Regions from separate parts of the Mus musculus genome. Here region 2 is linked to region 1. A link is a contact called in public Hi-C data. All regions are on one chromosome and are shown on one strand. Each heading gives the region's core, a stretch centred on a gene start, on an enhancer-like site or on the middle of the called end of the contact. The rest is flanking DNA. Distances are from core to core; before and after follow the strand shown.

The links. A called contact is a pair of places that touch in the nucleus more often than the background predicts.
Region 2: a Hi-C map of liver shows a contact between it and region 1, with 2.5 times the contacts expected there. The contact joins two enhancer-like sites. A contact is called at or near these places in 1 of 484 Hi-C or Micro-C datasets (liver) and 1 of 9 other capture datasets (pancreatic islet).

What each region holds. Positions count from the first base shown.
Region 1 is chr3:18,875,799-18,880,147 of GRCm38.p6, forward strand. No RefSeq gene overlaps it. Among named protein-coding and RNA genes, the nearest start is that of Gm30789, 230 kb to the left of the region's middle. Within about 2 kb of position 1,998, at least 3 of the 459 cell types and tissues checked have an H3K27ac peak or open chromatin away from gene starts, as enhancers often do. A contact at or near this core is called in liver, where this site is marked.
Region 2 is chr3:19,224,077-19,228,425 of GRCm38.p6, forward strand. Pde7a (phosphodiesterase 7A) reads right to left here. Exons shown (of 13, transcript NM_001122759.2): 13 at 1-3,765. The coding sequence ends at 3,560. Among named protein-coding and RNA genes, the nearest start is that of Mtfr1, 38 kb to the left of the region's middle. Within about 2 kb of position 1,830, at least 6 of the 459 cell types and tissues checked have an H3K27ac peak or open chromatin away from gene starts, as enhancers often do. A contact at or near this core is called in liver, where this site is marked.

The DNA.
Region 1 (4,349 bases), core at 748-3,247:
ACCATCACAATAGTTGTGGAAACAGAAATGTATAGCAGCTTCTTCTAGATATTTTGTATTGTCTAAGTATAAAGTAGAATGTTATCAGCTCAGGAAATAAGGGAGAGGAGATTAGAGCACAAAGGAGAAGTTATGAAAAGAAATTACACAGGAAAGCAAGAGAATGAGCTGGGGCTGGTGGGGCAGGCATGTAATCCCAGTTACCCAGGAGCCTGAGGTGGAAGATTGAAAAACTCAAGGCCTTTCTGAGCTAGAGTTCACGACTCATCTGCACAACTTAGTGAAATTCTGTCTCAAAACGAAGTTAAAGAAAGAGGTTGAGATTTAGCTAGTGAAGTGCCTAGAATGTAGGAGTTCAATCCTGAATACTAAAAGAAAAAAGAAAATACAGAAAATACACAGAAAATACACACAGAGAGAGAGAGAGAGAGAGAGAGAGAAGTAACTACGAGAATGGATCCTCGTCACATTTAACTAGCAATGCTGTGAGGATCACACATCTGGAATCATCAACCTGAATTTGCTCTGAGGTTATTTTGAACCTATTATTCTATGTGTTGTATGATTCTCTGCCTGCCTTTCTTTCTCTTCACTTTCTAAAGCAATCCACATTTTGCTCTACCTAAAGAATGGCCACATTTGGTTGGGATTAGGCACCCAAGCAATAAGACTGGGTCTCTGCTCTTTGATTTGATAAGGAACCTAACCTAAGCTCTATTAGGAAGTCATGTTCCATGGGTTCTGAAAGGATAAAGTGTCAATATTCTTATCTCACCATTATATTCACCATTATAAGATATTCTTATCTTATTTCCTTCTCTCCCCTGACCCCACTAAATCTAATGTGTGAAATCTAAAGCAACGTGCCCTCAACACTACAATCACAAACAATTACACCTTAGGTTAGTCACTCATTCTGTCTTCTGGGTGTTGTGTACAGCCATGATGACAATTAGAACAACAGAGGTCATATCTATATCCGCTCAGCTCCCAGCCATTCAGTTTATTACCATAACTGACAGCTTTTGCCAGAAGCACTTGCTAAGATCAGCTGAATGCCGTAATGCCCATGTTCAGGAGAAAGAAAATGTGCTGGTCATAGTTCATCAGCTCCCCATTGACAACTGTGATTAGCTATTTGAATCTTCGAAAAATCATCTGGGTTCTAGACCCAATAAAAATCTTCACACCACAGTGCTAGAGGTAATCAGGACGCCATCTCCTTGAAACACAAATATAATCTGAAAATCTTTTGTCAATGCACATGGTGTGATCTCTGTACCTTATTCTTGCTGGGAATGTACAAGCCACTGTCTTAACCACTGGTAAGTCAAATAATAAATTTGTTTCTAAGAAAAAAGTCTTTTTGAAAACTACCAATAGAGTGATTTCTGATCCCTGGTTCAGTAAGGCTGCTTCCACTGTTTGCTCGGAGTCAATGTGTATTTGTCCACAGCTCTCCTGCTCCACACACAGGGTTACACAACAGTTACTAAGAAAACAAGTGCTCAGAGAACAAACATTGTATGATGAACTTACATGTAGTATCTAAAGAAGCTAAATTCATAGAGACTGAATTGGAGGCAGGTTTGGCAATAATGGATGTAGATGTGGTATCCAATAGGTTTGGTAAAATAATCCCATTGTGGAGAAGGATGTGACAGACACAAACTAATGTAGAAACACTCAATATGATGGAACTGTAGGCTTAAAAATGGGAACAATGGTAATTGTTATTACAGTCATGTTTTACTACCATTTTTAAACTGCACACATTGAACATCTTGAGTTATTTCTCTATTCTGTCCATAGAAACCTTCATTTATCTGGATGTATTGAGTACTTATCACTTGTCTAACTAGTGAGCATGCATAAGACAAGCTACTTATATGTGGGGGTATTTCTGCAATGTGGTCCTTTCTCAAGGTACAAGGTGGCTGGTGCAGTGCTCCAGTGTCAATACATGCCTGAAGCTCTATGTCAACACTCTAGTGGAGCCTTCCATGGGACTGGGCAACTGGGTGAAGGTAAATCGTGCTGGCATGCTTTTTCTGACTGGGGTAATAACTTTCACAGTAAACAATAATGGACTTTCCAGCATTTAGGGACCTACATCAGAAATACGCGCTCACACATGGTAGAGAAATTAGTGTGACTCAAGCTGAACACAGTGTTTTTATTGTTGTGACAGACTGCATAATGTCCATGACCACTGCTTGCCATCCCATTTCAGGGCAATGATAGCTTTTAGAATAATGTTACCAAATACTGTTCATAACTCACTTGGGTATAAAGTTAATTTAGAGAGTTATAGCTTGTCATTTAAAATGAAACAGAGTAGAAACACGTGTCTAAGTCTCCTAGTGTAAAAATAAAACATTTTATTTTGTTTATTAATACATTTGTCATAACTGAGAGCACTAGTCAAAGCTTCATTTAACAAACTCTCTTTACCATGAACTCTGTTGTTTCCAACTAAACCCCTCTTTGTATTGATTTTACTGGGCATTGAAGAAAGGGTACAGTCACATCCTCATTTCCATCATTCTCCATCCTACTAATTCACTGTCTAGTGCCATTAGGTTAATCACTGCCGCACACCATACAGAACATTAATTCATCTGTAAAAATGCATGTCACAAGCTATACAAAGTATAACTAAGGTAAGAACTACATAATGTTGAAATTATGCAATTTATATATATTTATATCTGTAATGTCAGTTACACCTGCTTGAAGCTTATTTTCATTGCATTTATTGTGTATATATGTGTGTGCACACAGGTGTCTATTGTTGTGGCACATGTGTGAAGGTCAGAGGACAACTTGCACAAAAACAGTTCTCTCTTTCCTCCATTGAGGTACAGAGTATTGAACTCGTGTCATCAGGCTGTGTGGCAAGTGCCTTTCCTCACTGAGCTGTCTCACTGACCTGTTTTAAGATTTCCCTAATCTCAGCTTATACAAAGCTGGAATTGGAGTCCATTATAACTAATTGTGTGTGTGTGTGTGTGTGTGTGTGTGTGTGTGTGTGTGTTTCTTTGTAAATGAAATTCTCTTTCCCTACAGTGTGTGAGTTGGGGTGGTCTATCTAGTCATCTATCCCACTCCTAACCAGCTGAACCTAATAAGGTATGTGTTTCTGGTTCCTTCTATAGTCAGTAACTACAGCATGGGATTCCTATAACATGAACATATTGCCATAAAATATTTATCAAGAACTACAAGCTTTGGAATGACTAAAGGTATATTCATTAGACTCACCCTTCTTTATGCCAAATGAGCAGGATTGTGTCCTTACGGTGCTCACATTTGTTCCTTTATTGGATTACTTTGAATATGAGTAGGATACCAAGCACATTAGGAATTAGTCCTGGTTCTATTTGATTATCCTAGTACAATCTTTTTAAATGTTTTCCTTATGACATTCTTTTGTATGTTCTGTTGCTTGAAGTCTTGCAAAGTACCTTAAAGCATTTTTGAAATAGAATAAATCATAAACAAAGAAGCGAGTGAGCTCCTCTTCTTCTCCTGTCTATAGCCACTGTTCATATACACTGGATTTAACATGTGCCTCAATTACTGTAAAAGCCTTCTGGCTGGTTTCCCTATTTTCTCCCCTCACAAATGTTGAATTCCTTTTCTTCAATATTGTTTTCATCACTTCACCCAGCTTCTCAAAATCTGCAGTTGCTTGGCAATGCCACTGTAGGTAGGTACAGTCTTCAGGCTGACATTCTAAATCTTCCATCAATTGCCCACACATTTCCAATTTTATCTCCCGTTTGACTAACAAGGTGGATTTTGCTCACATAATACAAAACGATTGCCATTGTCTCTACCTGCTGCTTGTCATTGTGTAATGCCCAACTCTAACAACTACTATTTATTACTTTTCAGAAATTCATTGTCTTACATTAGAAAAATGTAAATAATACTTACATGGATTTTATGCAATGAGACAGCACAGGAAAGAGCCTATACTAACTAGTGGGAAAACTGTATATCTCTTAAGTGCATCACACATCCCATAGAAGGCAAAGAAGAAGGTGAACAAAAGGAGATAAACAAGAGTGAACTAACCATTTCATTCCTTCTTCACAACTTCATCTCATCCCTTTAGGCCCGACCTCTAACACTGTCTTATGGGGATTACATTTTCAGTAGTTTTGTGGGTAACATAGTCAATCCATAGTCGTTCATTATAAAGTTTCTAACCAACTGTAATCTCAACATGAATGAATTAATAGTTTGCACCTCTCAGAACTCTGTCCTCAATTTCCCTTATCTATTTTTGTCTTAGAGTTTTTACTCCTGTGATGAAACATCATCACAAACATCATCTGGGG
Region 2 (4,349 bases), core at 580-3,079, 350 kb after region 1:
GTGTGGCAACTAGTTTGCACATTTAAGTTACTGACCGTAAGACATAAGCTTGAGTCCGGCAGCGGTGGCGCACACCTTTTATCCCAGCACTTGGGAGGCAGAGGCAGGTGTATTTCTGAGTTCGAGGCCAGCCTGGTCTACAGAGTTCCAGGACAGCCAGGGACACACAGAGAAACCCTGTCTTGAAAAAACAAAACAAAAACAAAAAACTAACTAACTAACTAAATTTAGAAAAGGCATTCATTTTCAGAGCTGTGAAGGGATTAGTGCACCTCTAACCTATATCTCAGGTACAGGATATTTTTTTCCAAGTTTGCAAAGGACAAAAAAAATGTAAATTTTGCTTTTTTCTTTTAATACGGAGATTCATTACAAACTAATATGTTTAGAGTACAGTGTTGATGACCATGTTAGGACAAGACTTGTTAAAATTTTTTCTCACCTCTAGAGCAGAGACTCCCTAACCTACCCCAGCGCCCCTTCAGCAGTGGGCCCAGATTCCCAAATGGCTGCTACATACTCAAAAATTCTTTGAAGTGTCCAATATATCATGAAATACCATGAATTTTGTGCTACTCTGAATTTGCTTTTTTTTTTTTTTTTAATGAATTTGCTTTTTAAAAAGTGACCTAAATGGTTCCTTAAATTCTTGTAGAAAACCCAGCTGATCAAGGAAAATAGGTTGAGGCAGGTAATTCCCACAGCTGCAGAAAACAAATGTGATGGGTTTGCAAGCACCACTAAGGTGACCCTTTGAGAAGCTGAGTCAGGAAAGCTAAACCTTCCTGCTATTAAACTTGAACACAATGGAGCTGCCAATCAAGCCAATGTATAGAAGCCGCTAGCGGCAGAGAACCTCTAGCATCCAGGGGAGGAGGAACCCAGTTCACAGATATGATAGTAGCAGCTATCTCCACAGGGAGATGGATGCTTTAGGAAACTTTGTGTCCCTTGCTCAGAATTCTTGCTGAGGAAACCAGCTGATCCTAATTTGGCTTCTGAAGATTTACCTAAAGGGAGAAAGATTGGTAGTTATGTTTTTCATTGCAAATTAAAATACCAAGACTTTTCTTTGCAGTTATCAGATACTGTGTGAACTTGTTTAAGGTAATGTTAGCTTGCAGGAGACTTCCTCAGACCCCGGACGGTCAAATATGCTGTCACTTTAGGAGGGGCCAGTGGCTGTCTTTGGGTAATGACTATTATCCTGTACCCATGCTAATAGGAGAGCCGAATGTGGGCATGGGTGACCACTTGAAATGAGGCTAGTATAAATTGAGATGTACTGTAAGTTTAAAACACACACTGGATTTCAGAGACTTAGCAACCCACTTTAATTATACTAAAAGAAAATATTTTGGATATATTAGAATTACTAAAGTTTCAGCTTTTCTAGAAAACTGGGCAAACATTTGAGTGGGTTCACTAACACTTGTACTTTCTTCTAGGAAGTAGGAGCAGATACGTCTGATCTAAAACGTGAACGGTATCCCTTCTCATGAGTTAGGCCTGGGAGGGCAGTAAGGCCACTCTATTGGCACTGTGGATGGTGGCATACACCTTTAATAGTAGGACCCAGAAGCAGGGAGGTATCTGAGTTGAGGCCAGTCTGTCTACATTGTTACCAGGCTATCTGAAAGAAAGAATTAAGTGGTTATTACTTACTGCTGTAAAAGGCCAGGAATACAAACACAACTGCTATTTTTATCCCTTTCAAGGGTGTGATTTCTTAGGCAATTTCCAACAAATGCTATACAAGAATGACCAAACGGAACCAGACCTTGCCACACTTGTACGGTGCAGAGTGAGGCTCATACACTCCAGGAAGACAAAGTCTGCATACAACTTAGACTTCAAAATACCCAGGACTGAACGGGAGAGGCAGCAGCTAACTGATCACCTAAGAATCCAGCATGTCACTTCCAAAGGACTGAGTGGTAAGGTAGAGTGCAAAGATTAACCAATGAGCAAAGACCGGTTTTATTTGTCAATCAGAAGGTGAAGCAACAGGCACGTGTTTAAACGAGTGTGCCCAAGCCTTCACACATGGCTTTACACTCAAGTTCTCTCCCAAGATGGCTGTTGCAACAAACTGTAAACATAATGAACAGTCTTAAACAGTAACAAGGGAAATAGAAGGTAACTAAAAGAAAGCACCGTTTCTCTTAAACTAGGTTACAGTTGTGCTTGCTCTACATAAGACCACTGAAAACAACTTACAAAAGTGGAATGTTTTAAGTCTAAAATTAGTCCTTAAATTTTATCCTAGAAAACATCTACTCACATCAAAAGGTCCGCCAAAGGGTAATGTTTCATCAAAGTGGGGGAGGGGGGACAAGAAAACAATGCACTTTTCAAATCAAAATGAGAAGTTTGGTCACTTAGCTTTGTGCATAGTTTAAGGCATCTGGAGCAATCTTACAGCTTCACCTACCTTCCCCTCCCCCAAGTGTGGCTGCTCACTATGTCACATTCTAGAACAATAAATAAGAACTTACACTTCTAATCCTTTCCCACATGGATGGACAGAACATGCACAGCCATACATGCACAAACATGCACGCAAACACACATCCATACAGCCATACACAACATACCTCTCACACACTGCAGCGAAAGGGACTTTAGTACCCTTGATTTGAAGGACACACTTCCCTAGCCCACTTTATTTCAGATTGGCAAATCCCCTGAGCTGATTATGGTATGTTAAACATTCCACCTTTTGCTTGCATGTGTAGGTCAAGTGTACAGTAGTGAAAACAACATGCAGTGTCTTCACTGCAGAGTCAGAACACAGCTAGGACAGTGGTGTTCCTTCCCTCCCACCCCATGTTAAAAACTAACAGTTAAAAAAGGAATCTGCATTGCCAACCACGCTGGAGTGAAAAGCTTCGTGTGGCGTCTGTGGTAAATAAATGCTCAGTCTCCAGGCACAGAGCAGAGCAGCAGGTGGGAGGCGATGATGACATTGACATCCGAAGAAGAAAAGGCAAATGCTGCGAAGAGCTGCAGTCTCCAGCTCAGCTGAGAACGGTCAGTGGTTCCTTCACAACGATGCTCCGAGGCAATTTAGAACCAATAGTTCAGATTTGATTTGTAAACATTTGATTGATTCTTGCCAGAGGCAGCAGAGGCTGGGCACTTCACATTTCTGTTTTCTCAGAGAGAATGTAGTGGAAGGGACGGATGCGCTGTTGGACTGGACTGGTTGCATCAAGATTGCTGCTGAGGTTGAGTTCAAGTTTCAGGGCTTGAAGGACACACACTCTGAAAGCACATGGCACACCTAAAACATCATCTTCCTTCGTTAAGAACCCTTTGTGGTTCTCCTGCTGAGCTTTACAGACTTAAGGTTTCATACAAAAGCAAGATGCATATTGCTGTATATTCATGTCTTACCATTAAAACGTGCGCTCGTATGATCTAACAGAAGACATCTTGATAGATAATGCTGGCATCATCCCCTTGGAAACCTCAGCAGTCAGAACCAGTTCTTCCACTCAAGACCATTTCACATTTCCACAATGTTGCAGGAGGGAGTTGTCCCACTGGTTCAGGGTTATGATAACCGATTTTCCTGAGTTAGTAACTGTGAGTTCAACTCAAATGCAGCATTGGCATCCTCGCTGCTGGGCTGTTGTCTCTGCAGTCCCTTCCAGCTGGCTTTATTCAGCCCCACATGTCCAAGCATCGTCTGTGACAGCCGTGTGTCTGAAAACCTGGCCCACTCTGTAAATAAAGGCTCCACTAGGTAAGTCATAAAACCTTGAGAGACAGAGGAAAAAGCTGTTAAAATATGTCTTGAATTAATCTTTAAAACATCTAGAGTTTTAATGTTCTTCAGTTCCACTCCAGTGTCAGCCAAAATATTAGCTTTTAAAAGGTCTGTGTGTACATGTGATTTACAAATTGGGATTTCTGAAGTATTCAGTGGAGCTCTGGTCTAATCTATTTCTCTCAGCTGAACAAGCACATCTTAAGCTAACACACGTGATGGCCATATCAACTCTACGGGCACTAGAACACAATCCAGGGAGACAACTGCTGGCCACTTCCTCAGGGATGGAATATTACACCTGGCATGACTTATTTAACTCAGAATGTACAATGTCAAAATTTCTAAGAGATAGTATTAAAATAATAAAAAAAATAGTTTAATATTTTCACTACTAAAGTGAGACTGTCTAGAAGACGTGGGGGTCAGAGGACAGCTTGTGGGCACTGGTTCTCTCTCCACCATGTGGGTCCCCGGGGTCAGGCTTGATGGCAGGGTACATTTACCCAGTGTGCCATCTCAGCAGCCCCCATTTTCTTCTTTGAGAGAGTCTCACATGTCCCTAAGGATGACC